Regions from separate parts of the Sus scrofa genome. Here region 2 is linked to region 1. A link is a contact called in public Hi-C data. All regions are on one chromosome and are shown on one strand. Each heading gives the region's core, a stretch centred on a gene start, on an enhancer-like site or on the middle of the called end of the contact. The rest is flanking DNA. Distances are from core to core; before and after follow the strand shown.

What was found. A called contact is a pair of places that touch in the nucleus more often than the background predicts.
Region 2: a contact with region 1 is called in a Hi-C map of skeletal muscle, with 2.0 times the contacts expected there. The contact joins the promoter of GATAD2A here to the enhancer-like site in region 1. A contact is called at or near these places in 5 of 47 Hi-C or Micro-C datasets (embryonic fibroblasts, epiblast stem cells, fetal heart ventricle and 1 more) and 2 of 2 datasets of contacts at active chromatin or transcription factors (alveolar macrophages and skeletal muscle).

What each region holds. Positions count from the first base shown.
Region 1 is chr2:58,458,154-58,463,668 of Sscrofa11.1, reverse strand. The region is part of intron 2 of GATAD2A (transcriptional repressor p66-alpha); the gene reads left to right. Among named protein-coding and RNA genes, the nearest start is that of TSSK6, 50 kb to the right of the region's middle. Within about 2 kb of position 2,873, at least 51 of the 83 cell types and tissues checked have an H3K27ac peak or open chromatin away from gene starts, as enhancers often do. A contact at or near this core is called in alveolar macrophages, embryonic fibroblasts and skeletal muscle, where this site is marked.
Region 2 is chr2:58,513,762-58,519,202 of Sscrofa11.1, reverse strand. It overlaps GATAD2A (transcriptional repressor p66-alpha), which reads left to right and starts at 1,895. Exons shown (of 13, transcript XM_021083423.1): 1 at 1,895-2,211.

The DNA of each region.
Region 1 (5,515 bases), core at 1,624-4,123:
TTATGAGGTAAGGATGGGGAAACTGAGGCTCAGAGAATGACAAGCTCCCCCAGCCAGTTGCTCCTTGAGGTCCATCCTCTGTTCTCTGCTGTGTCTGGTGGGGCGGGGGTGGGAGGTGGGGACACTGGCTTTCACAGTCAACTTTTTCTTTCCCAAGTTAAATTGCATCCTTATACTTGACGGCCTTAATGAGGTTTGGTTTTATTTAAAACTGGAGAACTGGTGTTTTTGGTGTGAGTTCCTTCCAGGACACAGCTGCTGTATCCCTGCCACTGTCACTCAGAAATGTGCATTCGGGGAGTTCCCGTCGTGGCGCAGTGGTTAATGAATCCGACTAGAAACCATGAGGTTGCGGGTTCGGTCCCTGCCCTTGCTCAGTGGGTTAACGATCCGGCGTTGCCGTGAGCTGTGGTGTAGGTTGCAGATGTGGCTCGGATCCCGCGTTGCTGTGGCTCTGGCGTAGGCCGGTGGCTACAGCTCCGATTGGACCACTAGCCTGGGAACCTCCATATGCCGCGGGAGCAGCCCAAGAAATAGCAACAACAACAGACAAAAGACAAAAAAAAAAAAAAAAAAAAGTGCATTCGGGAGTTCCCGTCGTGGCGCAGCGGAAATGGATCCGACTAGGAGCCGTGAGGTTGTGGGTTTGATCCCTGGCCTTGCTAAGTGGGTTAAGGATCCGGCATTGCTGTGGGCTGTGGTGTAGGTTGCAGATGCGGCTCGGATCTGGCATTGCTGTGGCTCTGGAATAGTAGGCTGGTGCCAACAGCTCCGATTAGACCCCTAGCCTGGAAACCTCCATATGTCACGGGTGCAGCCCTTAAAAGACAAAAAAAAAAAAAAAGAAAGAAATGTGCATTCGGAAGTTGCCCAGGCCTGAGCAGAGTGGGGTCTCTGTTCTGGGAGGGAAGACGTGTGCCTGTCAGCCAGGGATTGCAGGCACAAAACACAGCTTATCTCTTCTCTCCTCTACCTCTCCCCATGTACCTAGGTTTGACCCTCAAGAACATGGGAGATTCCTGGAGGGTATGTTGGTCAGGGACTCGGCTTTGGAAGCTTCCTCAGGCCACTGTCTTGGGGAGGGTAGATGAGGTTCCTAGCCTCAGGGAGGCCATGCAGAGAGGTGGCACAATCCTAACTTGGGGACCACCAGAGCCTGGAGTCTTTTCTGTGCCGTGCCACTACTTTGGGGGTACTCTGGTGGTGGGCACCTAGCTGCAGGCTGATAGAGCTCTGCCAGTGGTTAGTGAGTCTGGCTTCTGGACCCTGTTGTCACTCAACTCTGCATTAGTTGCTTCACAGGCCCTTCATTCCATGCCACCCTGCCCAGTGTATAGGCCTCTACCTGTCAGCAGACACTCTTAAAGCCTCTCTGCATTCCAAACTATTCCACTCCCACTCCCAGCGTTCTTCCCCCAGATCTGCTCCTTCCCCATCTCAGAGAGTCAATTCCGTTTTTCCAGTTGCTCACACAAAAACAATCAAAGCAACCCTTTCTCACCTCACATCCAGCTGTTTGTATGTTGCGTTGTCTGTATCTTCTAAAATACACCCAGCATTTGGTCATGTCTCTTCTCTGCTCTATCCCCTTCCTATCCTGAGCCACAGAAGTACCCTGTCTGTTCCCCCTGCTACCCTCTACCCCAGTGTGTCCCCAAGTCAGCCACGTGATTCTTTACAACAAATCGGTCCCACCCCTACCCTCAACACACCCCCGCCACCCTCTCTGCTCCACTTGAGGTCACTCTACACTCAGCGCCCTCCTTCTTACCCCTCCTCATACTCACTTCCTTCTTTGGGCTCTGGAAAAAGCACTCCTCATTGTTGACTTTTCAGAGCGTTGGTTCTGTTATTTTTCCCAAGCACCTATTCTTAAGCCCCTTTTTCTTCATGCCTGAAATAGGAGTATTACTAGTAGTGTTCCTGCTGGCATGTTAATAACAGTATAGTATAAATGGCATTTCCTAGTACAGAGAGTATTAATAGCAATCTCAGGGTTTTGGCTCTGACTTATACCTAGTTTCTCTCTCTCTCCTTTGAATCATCAAGAGATGATTTACCTGGCCTGTGTGGGGAGTATTGGCCTCCCAGGTCCTGTTTTAAAAAGATTGGTTCATACCACAGCGTAGTTCACCCTTTTGGAGTTGTTTTAGAACAGATTTTCTTTCTTTTTTTTTTTGCTATTTCTTGGGCCACTTCCGCGGCATATGGAGATTCCCAGGCTAGGGGTCTAATTGGAGCCATAGCCACCAGCCTACGCCAGAACCACAGCAACGCGGGATCCGAGCCACATCTGCAACCTACACCACAGCTCACGGCAACGCCGGATCGTTAACCCACTGAGCAAGGGCAGGGACCAACCCTCAACCTCATGGTTCCTAGTCGGATTCGTTAACCACTGCGCCACGACGGGAACTCCAGAACAGATTTTCTGACCTGAGGTTCTCAGGCCAGTTAGAAAGTGACATCTTTACTAAAATAAAGCATGTTTTGGTAGAAGCAATTGAAATTTACATCTGACCGAAAGCACTGTGATAGCATTCTGCCTGGGACTTGGTAACCCCATCATCCTGGGATTGGTCTGGGCTGTGTGCTTGTGAACCCTACGTTCTCAGGCCTGAGGAAGACTCGGGCTTCATCCTGCCTCCCTAGCCACGTTGCATTTGGAGAGAGTGAGAAGGAGGGTCTGAGGCCACCTGGGATCTAACCTTGCTTCCCATATAAGCAGCCTGTGCCTCTGGCGGCTTTACAGCCCTGCTGGCTGCATCTTTGCATTTTTACAGTGGGCTTGGTGCTGTCAGGACAGAGTCTGTCCCTGCACTCAGTAGCCGTCTAGAGATCCTGCCTTGTTGAGGGGGTGCTGCTCTCTCTGAGCCAGCAGTTCCTCCTTGGGCCTCTGGTGGAACTTAGGCTGTTGCTGCTGCTATCCCTTCATTTTTCTCCCCTCACTTGCCAGCAGTTTTGAAGCAGATCCTAATTTGCTAGTTGGGATAATCCAAGCTCTTCACTTGCTCTTTAGAAAGTATTCAAATGCACCTCCTCAATGCTTTTTGCAGAAATTGTCACTTTTGCTTCATTCCTGGGTCATAGTTCATTCCTCAAGGCTAGTTTCTTCCTGACAGCTTTTTTTCCCTGTCCCTGCCCTCTTTGCCTGCAGGGCGGTGGCAGACAGCCCTAACATGCTTGGTTGGGGCACTAGTCCTTCCTGCTGAGAGAAGGGAGGAGCCACTCCTTACCAACACCTGCCCTTCCCAGGAGGAATCGCCTGGCGGTGCCAGGGATTGGCCAGTGGCAGGCCCCATGTGGGCACTGAGGCAACTGCCTTCTCTTGGAGGAGGCTTCACCCAAGGAGGCGCCTTCCCCCCACAGCTGGCCCCGCCCCCTCCAGCTGTGCTTGTCCTTCGTGTGGTGGGGGAGGGGTGCAGCAGCTACCCCCACCGCAGCAGCCCGCCTGCCAGAGGCACTGGGCGTGCCTGGGGTTGGCGGAGTTCCAGCCCCTCAGCTTCAGAGTGAGCTGCTCTAACAGTGCACACAGCACCAGCAGGCTGTCTCCTAGGTCTTCTGGTGGGGACCCAGATCAGAACCAGAGTGCCCCTGTGGCCTATAGTGGCAGCTGGGGCTGGAGGGAATAGCCCTGTGGATATGAGGCTCCACTCTCGCCCCTTATGATCTGCTTGTCCTACACCAGTGACGATGAAGTGAGGTCACTTGGGCACTGACTCACTGGTCTGATGACCTGATGTGCAGAGACCTCCTTGTCAGCCCCCTGTTATCCATGTGGGCAGTTGGGAGGAAGGGATGACTTAATGCAGTCTGGGGTTCAGTGAGTCTGGGCTTACAAGGCTGGGGGCCGTGCTGGCTCTGGGGGTGTGGGGCCTGCCTGGCTGGAGCAGAGGTGGAATGGGAAAGCATTGAGGGGAAGTCTGAGTGCAGTATTGGGGAGGATGCATTCTCCCTATTCACCTCAGACTCCCTGCCTCACCAGGCCAGACTGGGAGGTTCTCCCTTAGGGGCAGAATTTCCACTGACTCCAGTGGAGTTCCTCCTTGCCAGAGGTCCTGATCTCCTCTTGTCTTTTATTCCCAATTGACTCCTTGATCCTGGGAATGCAGGTACCTACAATCCACTGCAGGTACCTACAATCCACTGTGGCCGCTGAAATCACTGCATTCAATTCCCCCAACATTCGAGGCGCTCCTGTTGTTCAGGCAGTGCCCAAAGGAAAAGTGATCCACCCTCCCACAGTGAGGGAGAGGAGGGGAGGGCGATCGGCATTCAGGGCAGTGACTTGGCCTGTAGCTCATGAGGAGACAGGACAGATGGACTCAGTAAGCAGGCTGATAGCATTTGTGGTAAAGGCATGTTGGAGAAGGACAGAAACTAGAACTTTATGTATTTTTGTCTTTTTGTCTCTTCTAGGGCCGCTCCTGCGGCATATGGAGGTTCCCAGGCTAGGGGTCGAATCAGAGCTGCAGCCACCGGCTTATGCCAGAGCCCCAGCAACACGGGATCCGAGCCTCTTCTGCAACCTACATACACCACAGCTCATGGCAACGCCAGATCCTTAACCCACTGAGCAAGGCCAGGGATCGAACCCGAAACCTCATGGTTCCTAGTCGGATTCGTTAACCACTGCACCACGACGGGAACTCCAGAAACTAGAACTTTAGTCTAAGAAGGGCATGGGAGCATCCCTTGCTTCCTTCTGAGGCAACAAGGAGACCCAGATGAGAACTGTAGTGCATGGGGTGGGGCTGGGGCTGGGGAGATCTTGGTGAGAGCAGAGGGATAGAGGGATGGCTGAGGGCTGAGGTGTGGTACAGGAGAGGGGGCAGATGGAGGCCAAGTTGGTATCCTGTGCCTTTGAGCTTTAAAGTTCTCAAGTCTTGCCTGGAATGGTGAGCACCCTGGGGAGTGGCATGGCTATGGGAAAACCTGTTTGATTCAACTCTTTTGGACCCCATACGAGCAGATGTCTGAGTGCCCAGGCTGGGCCATGTTGGCCTAACGTGTCAGACAGCCACTCTGCCTTCTATGCCAGTAGCAGGAATCAGCTGTCACTTTCTGTCCTTTTGGTCTGAGTCCAAGGCAAGGGCCCTGCACTGTTGCTCATTTGTGAAATTGGTTCCTTTAAGAAGGTTGCAAATGAGTCATCTCGGGAGTGTGTCCCACATATGGTGAAGTGGACCTTTCATTACTCTGTGTTCTCCACAGTCTCCCAGAAAGCGGGCTCTGAGACTGGTCTGCCTGATCCTTCCCAAGACAGGCTCCCTAGGGTATTTACTGGGGAGGCTGCTCTGCCTGCTTAGACACAGAGCTGAGAGGTCTTCAGTATAGGCACGCTATGGGTGTGAATTGGGATTCTGAGGGGCTCAAATAGTGTACTCCTCCCTGGACCTCATGTTGGTAGATGTGGGCAGATTGTACTATGGAGAACTGGTACCCAGGGACTTCAGGAGCCTGGCAGCTAAATTCTCTTTTTGTCCTCTGATGAATGCTCATGGCTTTTTAGACC
Region 2 (5,441 bases), core at 646-3,145, 57 kb before region 1:
CTTTCTACATGGGTACCCTGCTTCAAGGTTTACAAAGCACTTTCACATCCATTATCTCATTTAATTACTTCCTCCTCTACATTCCTACAACATATTCCTGGTGTCTCTTTAGTATAACAGTCTGCCTTGTCTAATAGGCCTGTTTCCCTTCATTGCGTTCATCTTGGCTTAAAAGTTCCATCCTATAATTCAGACATCTCAGCATCTTACACACTTCTGTGCAGAAAGTGGGGGCAATAAAAGTTTTGCCATATTGAATCCTTAGAGTATTGTGGATCTTTCTCATTGCCGCTTTCTTCACCTTTGAATCAATGGACATTTATTTGATTGCTTACAAAGGGCATAACTTAGGTTCTTTGGGGGGTAAGTCAGGGGAGGAGTTCAGACAAACTGGGAGAAGACAGAAGTAGGCCATGGGTTCATGTGACATCAGAGTCTGGGTGACTGCTTCGTTTTGTCTGGGGATAGGTGGCAGGCAAGAATGCTTTTTGGAAGGGCCCCACCCAGGAGAGAAGGAAAGTGGGGCTGAAGAGCCTGACAGGGGACAGAATTAGGAAGAGCCACAGATTTGACCCTTGGGGAAGAGTGGACAGCTGCTTGGAAAAAATCCCCCCCCAAAAAAAGAGGGCTAAATGGGTAACTCTTCTAGGACAGAAGGGTCAAACGGTTGCACTTCTTAGGAAAAGAGAAACTCCTGCAACACTCAAATATTGCTTTGAAAAAGTGCAGGGACCGCAACCGCCTGGCAATTCTTGAGTAAAAAGGGTGAGGGACCACAAGTCTCCTGCAATTCCTCTCTGCAGAGAGAAAGTGTGCTTTAAGTCCCAAATTTCTCCTTGTCAGAGGAGGGACTTACAGGTTAGGAATTTCCCAAGGTATCTTCAGAAATGAAGGCCAGGGACATGCGGCCCCCACCGCCCCTCAGATCACAGAGGGAGAAGGCCCCCACTAGGGCTCACAAAAGAGGCAGGGTATGTTCCCCAAATACTCTCCAGCAAAGGCAGTGGGTCCTGAGGTCCCTCAAGTTCTCCTCAGTAAAGGACAGGGGCGCTAATCTCGAGAAGTTTTCTTAGAACAGAGAGCTGGGGTCCCGACTGTACAGAATCATTCTTATCCTGGCAACTCTCCTCAGAAAAATGGGCAGGGCAAGAATCGCTAAAACTCTTCTCAGAAGGGGCGAGGGCTAAGATTCTTGCAGGTTCCCCTCAGAACGCAGGCTAGGGGCAAGAATCCGTAACAGTCTCCTCAGAATAGGGTCGAGCCCGTGACTCTAACCTGAAAAGAACCCAGAGGCAATGAAACCCCTCGGGAACAAGGCAGGGCCACAGCTCGCCCAGTGTCCTCGGAGCGCGCCTCCTGCTGCCCCGCCCACCGTAACCGCCCCACGCCCGCCCGGCCCAGGCCGCCTCCGGTGCATTGTGGGTGGGGCGCCCCTGCTGAGCACTGCGGGGAACCCCCTGTCCAGTCAGTTGTTGGCCGCCAGGCATCCCCACGGAACCCCCCTCCAGTGTCCGAGCGAGCTGGCCACGGATTGACGCGTCCCCTAGACCCCGCCTCTTGCGGTGCTCCGACCCTGAAGCTAAAGCCCCGCCCCCGCAGCGCCCTGACTGGACCTGAGTCCGGATCCACTCTCCCATTGGTAGACCACATGTCGGTCATCTCATCCCGCCTCTCCAGGCCCGCCCAGGCCCCCGGCGCGATCCCGAGGGCCAGCCGGCCCGCGCGATCATTGGCCGCAAGGCGCTGTCCGTCATGAAGCTGGCCACGCCCTCTCTGGGGCGCGGATCCCGGGAACCCTAGCCGGACCTCATTGGCCTGAGGCGCCGCCACTCGGTGAGACGCGCCTCAACCCGGAAGTGTGCGAGACGAAATCTGCCTAGCAACCGGGGAAGCCGGGCGGCGAAGCGGGCAATTTCAGTGTGAGACTGAGCGGCGAGACGGAGCGGCGGCTCCGAGCGCGGCGCGGCGGCTCCTCCCGCCCGGGGTCAGCGCCCCGGCGCGCGCACGCGCACCCCCGCCGCCCGAACGCGCCCCGCGCCGCCCGCGCAGTCCGTCGGTCGACCGTCCGTCGTCTTGTCGCCGCCGCCGTCGCCGCCGCGGGCGCCACCTGAGGGAGCTGCCGCACGGGACCTGAGCCGACCGGACCCGACCCTGCCACCCGAGGCCCCCCGGGACCCCAGCAGTCGCCCGCAGAGGCGCCGAGCAACTTCGGTGAGTGAGGGGCCGGCGTCGCTGCTGGCGGGTCCCCGGCTTCCGGTGCCCGGGGCTTCTCTGGGGCTTCCGCTTCTTCGAGGGGGCCTCTTCCATTGCGTGGACCCCCTTGTCTGAGGGGACCCGCTTCTCTGAGGGACCCCGCCTCTTGAGAGGATCCTCCCTTCCCTGAGGATCCCCTGTCTCTTTGAGGGAACCTCCTGCTTCGCTGGGGAGCCCCTTCTCTGAGGACCGGAGCTGTCTGAGACTCCCCCTCCCAGCTTCTTAAAGGGGACCCCTGCTTGTCCGAGGGGTTGCTTTCTCCGAGTGACCTCCTGCCTTTCTGGGACCCCCTGTCATAGGCGATCCCCTGCTTCCCTGACGGACCCCTACCTCTCTCAGGAGACATCTTTGCTTCTAGGGGACCCTCCCCCTGAATTCTCTGGGGGATCCCCACCTCTCTGAGGAGATCCCTGCTTCTGTGAGATATTGTCCCACTGTTCTGTGTTTTTTTTTGCCCTTGATGTTTTGTGGTGTCTCTCACTTTTCATAGGTCCCCCTTGCCCCCTACCTTTCTGCGATGCTCTCCTGGCTTTTCTGTTCCCGCTTCTTTGGGTGACACCCTCCTTTTCTCAAGTGTCCCCCAACTAATCTGAAGTGTTCCTGCTTCTGTCAGAATCCTTCTTGGAGGTGTTCCCCACTTTTCTGAACTGTTCTCACTTTGGATGGGACCCCTTACTTTTTTTTTTGCTTTTTAGAGCCGCATCCGTGGCATATGGAGGTTCCCAGGCTAGGGGTCAAATCTGAGCTACAGCTCCAGGCCTACACTACAGCCACAGCAATGCCAGATCCTTAAGCAACTGAGTGAGGCCAGGGATCGAACCTTCAACCTCATGGTACCTTCAGATTCTTTTCCCCCGCACCACCACGGGAACTCTGGGACCCCTTAGTTTTTGATAAATACTTCCATTTTCCTGAAGCCCCCCCACCCAAGGCCCATACATCTGATTGGATCCTTATTTGTCTGAGGAAATGTTCCTCATTTTTCCAAAATCATTTCCTTTCTGGGGATCACTTTCTAATCTGTGGATGCCATGATGTTTGGAGGAGTCCCTGGCTTCTTCAGAGGTTCCCCACCTAATTCGAAATGTTCCATTCCTACAGCTCTTCACTTCTCTGAAATATGCCTCCACTTTTCCAAGATATCTCCTCTCTGATGGAAGACACAGTGGATTTCTTCACTTCTCTGAAGGGTCCCCCTGCATTCCCAGGCATTTCCCCTCCTACTTGCCTGAGGACATTCCCCCTTTCCTGAGGTTTCTCTCCCCATTCGCTAAGGGAGAAACTCTTCCCTCATTTCTCCTTGGAGTCCTAACTTCAGGGTTCCACAATTTCTGTACCCATTTCTCTCCGTTCTGGAAGGAGAGGATCAGAAATGCCCCCCCCCCCCAATCTTCTTTGTCTCTAGATTAGGGGTATTCTCTGAACTCTTACCTCCTCAGGGACCTGGAAGATTTTGTGGCTGGAAGGGAAATCAGGAGACAGGCAGAAAACACTGTTTTCCCTCATCATTTAAGACCTGCTAGATTTGGGGGAGCAGGAGCTGTTGCTAAATAGCAATCTTGGTTATTACTCTGTTTTTGAGCCATGGGGAACCACAGTGTTGTCAGGCCATTGTAGAGGCAGGAGGGACAGGGCTGGAGTATCATTAACAACTACCCCCCCACCCCCACCCCGGCCCCTGCCCCTGCCCGCTCCGCTGCCCACTATCACATTTTCAAGTTGTGGGACAGATCTACTTCCTGTCCCATCCCTCAGTCCTCCCTCTGCATAGGGTAACTCACCTTTCCCACCCCCTTATCCCCCAAAAAGGAGACGAAAACCCTTCCTTCAGGTATTCCTGCTGTGTCTTCTCTTCCTAGGCCCGTTGATTTACCCCTTGATCTCTGGAGAATCCTTGTTTGTGGGCCACTCTGGTTTGAAAGGCAGGGCAAGAAGCAGGAAATGGGTCACCTTAGATCCAGGAAGAGTGGAAGGGAGGCAAGGAACAGGGGATTTGAATTCATTTTTCTAAGTTTGGGGTGACTTCAGCCTGGCCCAAAGGAAGTTTTTACATGGCTTTTACAAATCTCATGTGTACTTTTTTTTAATGGCCCACCCTGAATTCCAAGTTCACTCCAGTAGCTAATTTTATCTGTTTTGCCAAACGCAGAGCTCTCTGGAGCCCAAGTAGATGAATGCTGGCATTGAGAGATGGTCCAAAGGACAGGAATGAACTCAGTTTGAAACCTGAGTAACTTGTAACCACTTCGTGTCCACGCACAAGTCTCAGGCTAAAAACGTGGAGAGAACGTTCTTGGAGCAGAGTTCTGAAATACAGCCTGAACTTCTGTTCAATTTAGCGTTTCAACAAGTTCTTCCCTTTGACTCTGCTAGAACTGCAGTTCACTTTACAGTTTGACTTAAGGCTGTCTCTCTCCTGTTCATTTCCATCTGGGTCTTGCTTAATTTGAGTTCTTTGTGAAGACTCCCGCCGAGGCTATAATTTGAGTTCTAAATCTGTCGGTGGACCATGTGGACACAAGTTTCAACTCGAGCTATTTTCTTCTGTGGAGAAGCATTTGGAGAGTTTCCTGGGCCCTCTGCTCCTGGGGTAGTCAAGTCCAGGCAGGAAGCTGTTGCAGACCTGGTTGCTCCTCTGCTGCCTCTTCCTGGTCAACTGAAGGCACTGCCCTGAGGGGCAGGGGAAAGATGATGGGGAGCTCAGGGCTTAAGGTGCCCTGAGACAGGGCAGAGAAGTGTTGGCGCATATTTGTTATTTGAATGAAACCCATAGGACCAGAAAGATGAGCTGTTAGGGAAGGGGGAGCTTTGAAGTCAGAAGGACCTGATTCAAATTCTGGGTCTGTCATTCCTAGTTGTGTGGCCTTGGATAAGTTACGGCACAAGATTGGCATGTTATAAAATATTTGATGGCATGTTAGAAAATATTCATCTCTGTGAATGTGTGTGAAGTTGCCTACAGTTGGGAGGTGCTTCCTAGATGTGTGAATGAATGAATCTGAGATAATGAACAGGAGGCAGCCAGCACAGGACCTAGTACATGATTGGCGTACAATAAAGGGCGGTTGCTGTGCTCAGGAGATTAGGGTTCTGGCCTGGACTCCCAGGCCAGGAAGCACTTGACATTTTGCCAAGGCTAAATATGCCTGAAGAACAAAGAGAAAGAAACTTGGTTTGTCTCTTGCAAA